Regions from separate parts of the Triticum aestivum genome. Here region 1 is linked to region 2. A link is a contact called in public Hi-C data. All regions are on one chromosome and are shown on one strand. The core of a region is the stretch at or near the end of the contact, and the rest is flanking DNA. Distances in the headings are between cores, read along the strand shown. Region 1 holds the start of LOC123084994 (strigolactone esterase D14). Region 2 has its middle 70 kb from the start of LOC123084993.

Region 1 (5,916 bases), core at 1,748-4,247, 250 kb before region 2:
GGGCTTGACACCGCGCACCCGCCTACGCCCGCGCTCCTGGGGAGCAGGCGCTGCGCGCTCCTGTCGTGGCCGCCGCGGCCCCGTTGAGGTGCCGGCGAATAACGACGCGCGCCTGGTGTCGTGCTCGTCATGAAACCAGGTGTCCCAGAGCCCGGAGTCGGGAGCGTACCTGGGGTCATAGAAGAGGTCGTCGGGGAGGAGGCGGCGGCGACGCTCGATCTCCGTGTCGCGCGCACGGCCGCTCGTCGGGACCGGCGGGATCGGGACCCGGTCGGCGGAGAGATGACAGTTATTAGGGAGATGGACGTCGCTCCAGGGGAGCGGCGTCCTCGTCTCCCAATAACGGCGGCACACCGACGCACGGATGTAATGCCGGTCGTGCTCACTGGCGGACGTGGGCGCGATAGAGAAGGCGGGCGGCGCGGGGGCCCGGCGTGGTGGCGATGGCGACGCGGGCTCGCGGCGGCGTTCAGACGAGGAACCAGCCTCGCGGTCGTGTTTGCCTTTGCGGCCCATGGCTGCGGGCGGCCGGCCGGCGAGGTGTTGGCTAGGGTTTGGGACTGGGGCTGTCGGGTTTCGAGGAGGCCGCGGAATGGCGTGGGACAGTGTGGACGACGACCCGTCCACGCTTCCCACTTAAAGAAGGACGGCGACCGTCCGACGTGCGGATGACAGATGGGGCCGCCCGTTCGTGTGCATTGATGTGGACGGGTGGGAGGTAGGTGGCCGCCTGTCACGCGGCCCCGACGCGGACGAGGGGCGCGTCCGTTTGATGTCCGTCGCGACCCAAATCTGACGTAAGTTTGCGCTCGAAATGGGTCGGCCCGGACACAAAACAAACAAGATGAGTCCGGGCCGTCGCGCGCTGAGCCGTCTCCTTTGTCCATTTTATCCAAACGGACGGGGCCGGACATGATAGGATCGCACGGTGGAGTTGGCCATAGTTCGTACTAGTTGGCGGGAAAAAAAATGAATTCAAAGGAATATGCAATGCGGGCGATGACGACGACGACGGCTAATTACCATTGTTGTTAATTAATGCTCGATTGATGCCCACCCATCCAACGCAAGCGAGTTGGATTAGATAGATATTAGCGTCGGGTGGGTTGTGGTTGGGGTTGGGCTTGAGCAAGCAACAGCGCACCAACCATATCAAAAGCTAAGCATCACGCCGATCATCACGTCTGCTCCGGTGGCCCCCCCCACACACCCACTTACCCCACGGCTAAGCTAAGCTAAGCTAAGCATCCCGTCCCAAATAATAAAAACGGCTCGTGTTAGACCAAGCCTATCTTTTTCCTAATCAAATACGAGTAGTACGTACGTACCCCGTGCAACTTGATGTTACAAAATGAGATTTCTCGGAGATAGTGGCTGGATAATAAACCCAGTAAAGTAGTCTGGTAGGTGCAGTGGAGCAGCGCGACACGCCGCTGCCTGCGAATGTCTTGTCACGCCCGAGCAGATGACAAGATGATCGCGTAGTACGAGTCACCGCCGGGGCCAGTTCGGTACGCGTACGCTCGGCTCGGCTCCTAGATGGGAGCTAGGTCAACTTCGTTATCCGCGCTACACGATACTCCATGTCCATGGTGATAGGATGGGCCATGCACGACGTGGACAACCGACCGCCACGCGTTATACTCATCCATAGGAGTAGACCAGAGCGGCAGTAATTTCTTCTCTCTCTTTTACTTTTTTCTGGTGCTAGAACCGGGCGAGCGCGCGGCGGAGCACCTGGGCGAGGAGGCTGGGGGCGCTGAGGTGGGGGAGGTGGCCCTCCGTCGGCAGGGGCTCGATGGTGGTGCGCCCGCCGAGGTGGGCCCTGAGGTAGGCGGCGACGTTGGCCGGCACGGAGACGTCGCGGGTGGTCTGCACCACCACGCACGGCGCCTGCACCATGCCCAGCACGCCGCGGAGGTCCGTCTTGAACACGCTCTGGCAGACGTGCAGCGAGATGTCCGGCCGCATGTTGAACAGCGTCCGGCTGAACTCCTGCACCGCCGCCGGCACGTCCGCGCCCACCGCCAGCGGCGCGTACCCCTTGGCCCACGCCTCGTAGTTGGCCGACATCGCCTGGAACACCTGCTGGATCTCCTCCAGCTCGAACCCGCCGTGGTAGTCGCTGTCGTTCAAGAACCTGCTCGATCGATCGATCGATTGATTGATTACTCCGGTCGGTTAGTTCGCCGCGCGTCGCGTGCAACGGTGCAAGGAAACGAAAAACTATAATTGACCACCCACCTAGGCGAGGCGCCGATGAGGACGAGCTTGGCGAAGAGGTCGGGGCGGCGGATGGAGGCGAGGATGCCGATCATGGCGGAGACGGAGTGGCCGACGAAGGCGCAGCGCGGGATGCGGAGCGCGTCGAGGATGGCGAGCAGGTCGTCCACGTAAGCGTCCAGGTTGTTGTAGCGGCGGAAGTCGAAGTGGTCCGGGTTGACGCTGCCGGCGCAGACGAGGTCGTAGAGCACCACGCGGTGCTCGCGGATGAGGTACGGCAGCACGCGGCTCCACGCCGACTGGTCCGTGCCGAAGCCGTGCGACAGCACCACCACGCGCTCGCCGGTGCCCACCACCCGCACGTTCAGGATCTGCAGCAGCTTCGCCCCGCTCGGCGCGCCCCCCACCATCGCCTCGCCGGAGCTGGACGCCGGGGCCGGGCTGCTACCTCCGCTGCCGCCGCTGCTGGGGCTGAGGGGATGCGTGGACCGGAGCATGAGACGACTGCCTTGGGGCCTGGGTCGCACGGGCGGTGCCGCTCCTTATATACTACTGGCTGGCTGGCTAGCTAGCTAGCAAGCAGCGGAGGCCATGGCGTTCTTGGCTACCTCTCTCTCCCCTCCTCTGCTTTATTCCCCTCGCTTGCTCTGCTCCCCTCTGGATTTCTTTCCTGGTCTGGTTTGGTGTGGTGTGGGCGACGAGAGAGTTTTGTTTTGTTTCCGTTTTGGAGGTGTAGAATAGTGTGATGATGTGCCCAATTATCCACGCCGCACCGGATAAAAAGGAGAGGCACCTAATAATTCTAGCCGCTAGGTTTTGTTTTTTATTGATTTGGTTTTTTGTGCGCGTGACAGGCCCAGAGATGTCAATATGTCATTGTTACAAAATTACTTTGACCCGCTCTGTGGTGCCTAACATCACTGTCTTCTTTATTAGCTGCATATGGGGCAATCGTACAGTTTTGTAACACTGTAATTTTTTGGTACGGTACTAGATTAAGGGGAGTGGCGAGTATATTTTATTTTACCTTTTTTACTAGCTACTATGTTTTATTTTACCTATTAGTAATGCTAGCGCTTGTATTTTCTTTCTTCTCCAATTATAATTGTGGAAATGAAGGTACTTTTTAGCAGGGGTTGTAACCTCATTTTAAGTACAGAAAAAAAATCTTTAGTAAATCGATTTAATTCAGTTTTATTATTTAATTTAACCACAATAAAGTTCCTAAATTAGGCTTTGCACCATGATTACTGCCAAAAATACCAAATTGTATGTTTGAAATTTCCAATTTTAATATAAGCTAAATATAGTGCATTTTCAAATGACTTGGTACCTCCTCCCCCCCCCCACCCCCACGAGAAGGCCTTGACCATATGTTAAAATTCTCCAACCCTTGCAAGACCATCCTTATAAAAGCAGAAAATAACACACATGTTCTTGTGTATATCAACTTTGTCTTCCTTCTACACTTGTCGCCAGTGCGCTGTGAGCAATGCTCGATGCCGCATCTGGATTTGTGAAAGACAATCAAAGATAAGGTAGTGTTGTTGACGCAACGCCAGAGCAATTGCTTGTCGGGGCTAGAAGAAATCAGCGACAATGAACTGGACATTAGATCGCTCTCGCAGAGAAGAAGGTGGCAAAGGGGCTAGACAACAATTCATATCCGACCATATTGAATCGGTAAGGCCTTACGTCACCACCTTCACAATGAAGGTGAAGTTGGTCATGCATCACCAGACGTTAAAGGCCAGAAGATAAAAACAAGAACTATCACATCCACTCCGCGAGGACATCGTTCAAGACCATTTGGACGAAACTTAGAAAAAAAATAGGAACCAAGATTTTGCCTTGACTGAAGTTCCGACTCTCTACCAACATCAACCAGCACCCTCGGGACGAGGACATGATGGGAAGATGTTATTCCATGGCACTAATGATGTCATCGCCTCGCCACCAACGTCGAGCCACCTAAACTGAGTCCCACCTAGAGTTAGGGTGACCAAATACGACCAATCCCAAACTAGGGCTTCCCCCACCTCACATGTACCGGAAGGCACCCGGGGGCATGTGAAACCAGCGGTGCGGATTTACACGTTAGATCTAACGAGCGGGCCTTGAACGTCAGATATACTACAATCAAACTAGCTAGTTTGTATATTTTGGCTGTGTGCGGATTGTTAGTGCAAAATATATGGTTCCTTGTTGCAAACCTCAAAGGTCATGGTACAGTGAGATAATAAAATGAGCCCGTAGACTGAAAAAACATCTTGTGTCGTTCTCGCGAGCGGCGTTGGGCTAACCCTAGCCTCCAACCCACGGTCGCTTCCTCCAACCTCTCTTTCCCTCCCCGTCACGGGGCGAAGCCCGGTTGGCGTCAACGGCGCCAGGTTCCTCTTCCTCTCTTGGCATGTGGCAGCACCGCGAGATGTGGCGGCATAGCGGGGGCGTGGTGCTGGTGCGGGGTGGGGTGGGGTGGCGGCTGGGCTCTCGGTCGGGCGGTGGTGCGGGCGGGCGACCATCCCGTGGTGGTTGCATGGTGGGAGGCCAAGGCGTGGCGTCGGGTTGGGGGCTAGGGCATGGGCGGCACTGAGGGCGCAGATCCAGCGCGGATTTGGCCCTGCAGGGGCGACCACGACCACCGGCCGGGGGCGAGGCACTCGGCAGCCTCCTCTAGATTCCTAAAGGTGTGGATCCGTTGGGTTGTGGAAAGGGTCTTGGGCTGGGGCAAGTTCATCTTCACGTGATCCTTTCAGCCCATCGCGCGGTGGATGCGCCCATTGGTGAGGTAATCGCGGTGGCTTAGGCGGCCACGGTTGATGTTCGATAGCGGGGCACGGGTGGTGGTAGCTCCTCCCTTCTCCTAGATCTAGGCCAGCAGCGCGGACGGCTCGCACGATGAAGAAGGCAAGGAACTGGGGGGTCTGATCTCGCCGCGTGTGTCCTGGAGGCCTCATGGTGGCACGGTAGAACTGCCGATCGAAAGCTCCGTGCTTTGTCGCCGATGACAGCGACGCGCACGAGTGCCGCTCTCATCCTGAAGATGTCGTCGAGGTGCTCTTCTCCGAGTCAAGGTTCCAGGTGAGAACTCTTGTCTGTTTGGACTTGGCAGCTTTGACACTTGGCGTTGTTTTCCCTCCTAGGGGTGTTGTCATGCAGCTTAGGTGTTTTAGGGCGTTGTCGTGAAGCTTAGATGTTTTAGGGCATTGTGTGGCTTTGTACTCAGTCCATCCCGACTCTCTTTCGGTAGCCTAGTCGTGTCCTTGGTGATACGCTTATTCTAGGATCAACATTGTTTGAGGGCTACCCTGTTCTGCCATGTACTCTGGTTGATGGTTGCTTTATATATAAGAGGATCTCCAACAGGCACGCTAAAAGTTTTTTACAATGCCGAACTACTCAGTTGCTTCAGCAGGCGCCCAAAAAGCGCCAGTGTGCCGCTTCAGCAGGTGCGGTAAAATAGAGCACGACGCACAAACAACACATACAAGATGATCTCAAACATCCAAAATATGCAAATTTCACACAGACAAGATGATCTCAAACATCAATGAGAAACATAGCACAATTCAAAAAATGCAAAGTTCCCACAAACAAGATGATCACAACCAAGTTTATGACAAACAAGTTCACACAAACAAATTAAACATCAACAATCATTCCCCATCTTCTCCTCCTCATTTGCCTCCTCTT
Region 2 (6,627 bases), core at 18-2,517:
CTACCAGGCTTCAGTAAATTACGCCGATATTTCTAAAATTGGATCCTTGACCCATCACAAAAATAATGAGAGCAGTTGGAGTTAAATGACAGGTGAATATGACGGCCCTCACCAGTCACCAGCCTGGTGTTATCTGAAAGAAAATTGATGTGAAAGCAACTCGGCAGCAGTAAAGATAGAGCCCAAACATATCGGCTGGCGAGTAAGGTTTTATCTTTTGAGCCGCCAAAGAGTAAAGTTGGCTACTCCATGTAAGAGTTTTTTTTTTTTGAGATTTATAATAGGTTTCCTGAATGTCTGGGTTCAGAAAGATCAAGAACTGGTATGTGATTTGTGCTTCCATACAGAAAATGTTACTTTAACACTTTTAAGTAATTGAATTTAAATAACATTGTGTTCACAAAATTGGGACGTCCTATCTGTATCAGCGGAGACAACGACAACTGGATGCTATGACAAATAAACAGGAAAATAAACTAAAGGAGGTTGGCCCCAGGATAAGATAGTTATTTTCATCTGAGTCACCTTTGATTTGATTCTTTCCTTCTTTTTTAGCAATTTACATTGCAAGGACCCGCTTTGCTCAAGTCCATCTAAAAATCGTAAAGCTCTACAGCTAGGTACTTGAACTCTAGCTTATCATGTTGCCAACAAAAAAATACTATCTTATCATAACACACCTAAAGAATTTGGAATGAGCATTTGCTGGCATCTTTGGCAGTATTTTATTTTTAGCACTTGAAATATATTGCTCAGAGGTCCGTTCCACGATGCGTATTTTTCTTTTCTCGGGGGTATAAAAGCAGCCATAGACATATACTCCTTGAATCCTGGGAGTAGGAAGATACAATCCTTGAATCTTGTAGGCAAAATTTTACCAACAAAATGGCACTTTCTCCATGAAAATTAAGAAAAGCATAAGACGGAAGATTGCCCATGGTCAGATAAACCTCCAGGACAAGAAAAGTATACGGCTCAAGCACACCATAGCTGACCAGATGAAGCCCTAGGCTCCACCAAGTAGGCTGTTGATTGGGGATCCCTGATAATTAATTAAGAGCGATCAGCCTGCTTTGCAGCTGCTGTGGCTGGTGATGTGTCGGCATTAGGGACATCCCCATCAGCACGCTATCATCACAAGCATATATGTAAATTGTTTGCCAATCACATTTCGGCGATATTCTTTGTCCACATTGGGGAGATGAGAGCGAGCCCGGCCCTGATCCTCGCTATCCCTGACCCTGCCTGAGTGGACATGGCGCCACCAATGCGTTAGGTCTCCGCACCATAGCAGTTCCGGGATGGCTGACTCGGAGACTGCGATCCGTATGAAATGTAGTCCACAAGTCGCAGATAATATCGCCTCCGGGGCCCATAGAGGATTGTCATGCAGTAGAGCTGTAGAGGAATCCTTGGAAAACGTCTATTAGGCTGTTCCCTTTTGATGCTTCATTTTTTGTAAATAAAAGTCACACTTTAGTAAAAAAAGATAATTTTCTAATAAATGAAGTCTCACAATTTTTTTTGAAGATGTTTCCAATTTGAAAAAACAAGAAATCTTGGAGGGCAATTTGAAAAAACAAGAAAAAAGATAATTTCCTAATAAATGAAGTCCCATCCATCCAGCCCACGACAAAATCAGTATCACGGAGTCACTAGGACTTGGTACAGGCATCTCCAACGCTGAATCCAGATTTTCTCCCACGTCCGTCCACGGATAGGGGGTCAGTTCGCAGACATGGATACGAGAGCCGGCCGTTATCTGTATACAATTCAAACCGCATTTCAACAGATTAGGCGGAATTAATGCAAACCAGCTGATTTTCATATAAACCGAAGCACATTCATTACATTTCAGACATTGTTCACTAAAAAAGCGGTCAGACCTAAACCTATCCTACGGCACCTCCCGTCGTCCACTTTCTTTTTATTTCGCATTGGCGACCATGCACTCCATCTGCCGTCTCCATGAGCGACGAGGTTCAAGACCCGTGAAGTGAAGATGTGGTCTCCGGCGAGAAATAATAGAACATAGGAGACGGACCAGGCCACTTGGGACACCATGCCCTGCCGCCTCCCATCCCCTACTCATCCCTGGAGGAGTTCGCGGCCTGTCCGTCGCTGGTGCCGATGGACGTGAGTTTGATGATGGACGTGGACGGTCCGTCACTGTCGACCTGCCACATGCGTGTTGGGAAACATAGCATGCAATTTCAAAATATTTCCTACGCTCACGTAAGATCTATCCATGGAGATGCATAGCTACGAGAGGGGAGAGCATATTCATACCCTTGAAGATCGCAAAGCGAAAGCGTTTATCAACGCGGTTGATGTAGTCATACACTTTCACGACCCGTCTAGATCAAGTACCGAACGTACGGCACCTCTGCGTTCAACACACGTTCAGTTCGATGACGTCCTCGCCTTCTTGGTCCAGCAAGAGGGGCGAAGTAGTAGATGAGTTCCGGCAGCACAACGGCATGATGACGGTGTTGGTGAAGAACAATCTTCGCAGGGCTTCGCCAAGCACAACGGAGACTATGACGGAGGATAAACTAGAGGGGCGGGGTTGCCGGCACATGGCTTGGTGTATCTTGATGTGTCTTGGGTGCTAGCCCTGCCCCTCTATTTATATGCTGAGCTCTGGGGTCAAAACTTGGAGTAAAAGCCTCCTCAAAGTCGGTTTTGCCCGCTAGGAAGAGTCATTCTCGGACTTCCAGGACCAGACGTCATAATCCTTGGCGTCTGGCCTAGACGCCATGGGCCTCCGCGTCCGGCCCAGGGCTAGACGCCAAGGTCTCCGGCGTTTAGCCACCTGGCCTCCGCAAAACTCCTTTTGCACCGACCTAAAACCCCGTGGGCTTTACCCCTTGGCCTAACCATATCATCCTATATATCAATCTTTACCTTCAGACCATTCCGGAGCTCCTCGTCCTATCTGTGATCTCATCCGGGACTCCGAACAACATTCGGTCACCAACATACATAACTCATGTAATACTATCTCATCAACGAACGTTAAGCATGCGGACCCTACGGGTTCGAGAACTATGTAGACATGACCGAGACACCTCTCTGGTCAATAATCAATAGCGGGACCTGGATGCCCATATTGGCTCCTACATATTCTACGAAGATCTTTATCGGTCGAACCTTATGACAGCATACGTAATTCCCTTTGTCCATCGGTATGTTACTTGACCGAGATTCGATCGTCGGTATCATCATACCTAGTTCAATCTCGTTATCGGTAAGTCTCTTTACTCGTTCCGTAATGCATCACCTCGTGACTAACTCCTTAGTCATTTGCTTGCAAACTTATGATGTGTATTACCGAGAGGGCCCAGAGATACCTTTTCGATACTTGGAGTGACAAATCCTAATCTCGATCTATGCCAACTCAACAAGCACCTTTGGAGATACCTGTAGAGCATCTTTATAATCACCCAGTTACGTTGTGACGTTTGATAGCACACAAGGCATTCCTCCGGTATCCGGGAGTTGCATAATCTCATAGTCGAAGAAATATGTATTTGACATGAAGACAACAATAGCAATAATACTGAACAATCAATATGCTATGCTAACGGATGGGTCTTGTCCATCACATCATTCTCCTAATGATGTGATCCCGTTCATCAAATGACAACACATATCTATGGTTAGGAAACTTAACCATCTTTGATTAACGAGCTAGTCTAGTATTACTAGGGATACAGTGTTTTCTCTATGTATCCACACATGTATTAAGTTTCCCGCTAATACAATTCTAGCATGAATAATAAACATTTATCATGATATAAGGAAATATAAAATAACAACTTTATTATTGCCTCTAGGGCATATTTCTTTCAACGTGCCCCCGAAAGTTGGACGGCGGCGTACCCGTCCTCGACCGCCTGCGCCGACAACGCTGGCGCATGTGCGACCGCGTCCGGTTACGCTACCTCTACATTGCGAGCGGGGACTTGAGCACGTCCGGCCTCGTAGAGCACCCACTCCTCTGCGACGAAGTTCGTGTTCGCCATGACCATGGCGGCCCAGTGTCCTCACTTGCGCGCTCACCGTAGATTTGGCCCTCCGCCGACCGGTGTTGCTCGAGGAGTATCAAGTTGTACGGTTGATCCTACAACACCTGCAGGAATGCCAACATAGGTGAAAGTGCAATCATGCCCTTAATCGTATTTTGATGTTGATAACATGCATTTTGGGACTAATCATGTTTATCAAGTAAATCTCAGGATTATGTCTCAAGGGTCGTGTGTGGATCACGACTACGAACAAATATATATCACTCAGGAGCAGAGATACAAGACAAAGACAAAAAGCTTCGGCTCCTTTTCGATTCGTTCTTGAGTATAGGGATCCCGCACTATGAAGAGGGGATCGTTGGATTTCGTGAAAGAACTAGCTCAAACCCACAAAATATCCTCACACATCATCTTTGTGCCATCTCAAGTTCTTCCTCTAACGTGTGCACAATTTTTGGTATGGTTCTAAGCTGGTAGGTTCAGATATCACCGGACGTTCTACGGACGTCCGATCCCTCACAGCCGACCGGGCATTTGACTCTTCCCGGATGTCCGGTGCCTCCTCACAGAAGCTAAATTAGCGAAAATCCGGTCTCACCAGGCGACCGGTCTCCGGACGTCCGCTCCTCTCCAGATTTCCGGTTGCCTCAATAGAATGTTAATTAGCGGATTTCCGACCACACCAAACGTCCGGGCTGCAGACGGCCTGCGCCTTCCGGACGACCGCTGGTTGTGTGTCTCGTGCCTTGTCTCTGGCCTAGTAGGTGTTCCAGCGAGCAGATGACCGGCCGCCCGGCCGGACGTCCGGTCCAATCTGAATCACCGATCGTCCAGTGCCCACTGGACGTCCGTCAGCCCCTGTGCACTATGTGGCTCAATGGTCTGTTTTGCACTCACACTATATATAGCCCTTCTCCCTCACAGGAGAGGGTCGACCATTCACTTTGAGCTTTCTAAGAACACATCACACTCCCTCTCTTGATTCCCTACACCAAATCCTAGATCCCCAAGGGATTTGGGAACATTTGAGAGAAGTTCTCCAATCAAGTGATAGATCCACTCCTTCCCCTTCTTCTCACCAAAGGAATTCGTGATTTGAGCAAGTTATTGAGCATTTACCGATGATCTTGTTACTCTTGGAGGTTGGAGACTCCTAGGCAGTAGGAGTCTTTCGGAGAGGAATCAACCATTGTGATTACCCCCGGAAAGTTTGTGAGATTTTGGAGACCACCCCAAGGTCTACCACTAGTGGTTGAGAAACGCCTCCATGGTGTTGTCACAAAGGGAGAATAAGGTGAGCCTTCGTGGCGTTAGTGTGCCTTCGTGGTAACATCCACCTCTCTAACGGTGACATAGCTTCCCTCCAAGGAAGTGAACATCGGCATACATCCTCGTCTCCCGGAGTTGCGGTTATTCCTAACCCTAACTCTCTACTTGTGGCTACTTGTCTCTTAGCACTTACTTATTTCATATTGTGCTTGCTTACTTCATACTTGTGTTACTTGTTTATCTTGCTTAGCTCTTAGCATCACACTTGCAATTGTTAGGCTCACTTTCATATTCCGCACTATAGCCTAAAATTGCTAAGTAACAACTAAAATTTGTAATTGTACCTATTCACCCCCCCCTCTAGGTCCATCTCGATCCTTTCAATTGGTATCAGAGCCTCGTGCTCTATTCTTGTGGCTTAACTGCCCTAGAGCAAGATGAACCCCGATGGGACTCCCCTTGTTGCAGATCCAAAGAATACGGGCGCGGCTTCCATGGAAGCCAAGTCCTTCACTTTAAAGGATCTGGAACAAAGTCTTGTTAATCAAAAGGAGGAGCATGATGCCTCTCTTGAGGCCTTGGTCCAAATGACGTTATCCACACTAACCACAATGCTTGCACCACTTTCTGCTGGTGCGGCCTCGAGGCCAGCTGTGCCTACTCCTTCACTTGGCCAACAACCTCCTAGCAATGAACACTCCAGTGTACCTTGGCTTTATGCAAGACCTCAAATAGAGAAACCTAAGTATAACCCTCAAGGCAAACCTCCTTTACTTGATGAAACTACCGATTTTTCTTTGTGGAGAGTTGCTATGCAGGATCATATTCGATATGGAAATGATGAGATTTTGGAGATCTTGGAGTATGGCTACCTGATACGTCTCCATCGTATCTACTTTTCCAAACACTTTTGCCCTTGTTTTGGACTCTAACTTGCATGATTTGAATGGAACTAACCCAGACGAACGTTGTTTTCAACAGAATTCCCATGGTGTTATTTTTGTGCAGAAATAAAAGTTCTCGGAATGACCTAAAAATCAACGGAGAGTTATTTTGGAATATATAATAAATACTAGAAGGAAGATCCACGTCAGGGGGGCCTCCACCTGTCCACGAGGGTGGGGGCGCGCCTGCCCCCCAGGGCGCGCCCCCTGCCTCGTGGGCTCCCTGACGCTCCACTGACCTCAACCTTGACTCCATATATTCACTTTCAAGGAGAAAAAACTAGAGAGAACGATTCATCACATTTTACGATACGGAGCCGCCACCAAGCCCTAAACTCTCTTGGGAGGGCTGATCTGGAGTCCGGTCGGGGTTCTGGAGAGGG

What was found. Hi-C and Micro-C count contacts between places; a contact is called where the count stands out from the background.
Region 1: a contact with region 2 is called in a Hi-C map of leaf, with 5 times the contacts expected there. The contact joins the promoter of LOC123084994 here to the enhancer-like site in region 2. A contact is called at or near these places in 2 of 5 Hi-C or Micro-C datasets (both in leaf).

Annotation. Positions count from the first base shown.
Region 1 is chr4A:38,292,261-38,298,176 of IWGSC CS RefSeq v2.1, reverse strand. LOC123084994 (strigolactone esterase D14) reads right to left here and starts at 2,997. Exons shown (of 2, transcript XM_044506545.1): 1 at 2,245-2,997; 2 at 1,260-2,140. The coding sequence starts at 2,720. The coding sequence ends at 1,708.
Region 2 is chr4A:38,035,326-38,041,952 of IWGSC CS RefSeq v2.1, reverse strand. No RefSeq gene overlaps it. Among protein-coding and RNA genes, the nearest start is that of LOC123084993, 70 kb to the right of the region's middle. Within about 2 kb of position 1,267, at least 1 of the 8 cell types and tissues checked has an H3K27ac peak or open chromatin away from gene starts, as enhancers often do. A contact at or near this core is called in leaf, where this site is marked.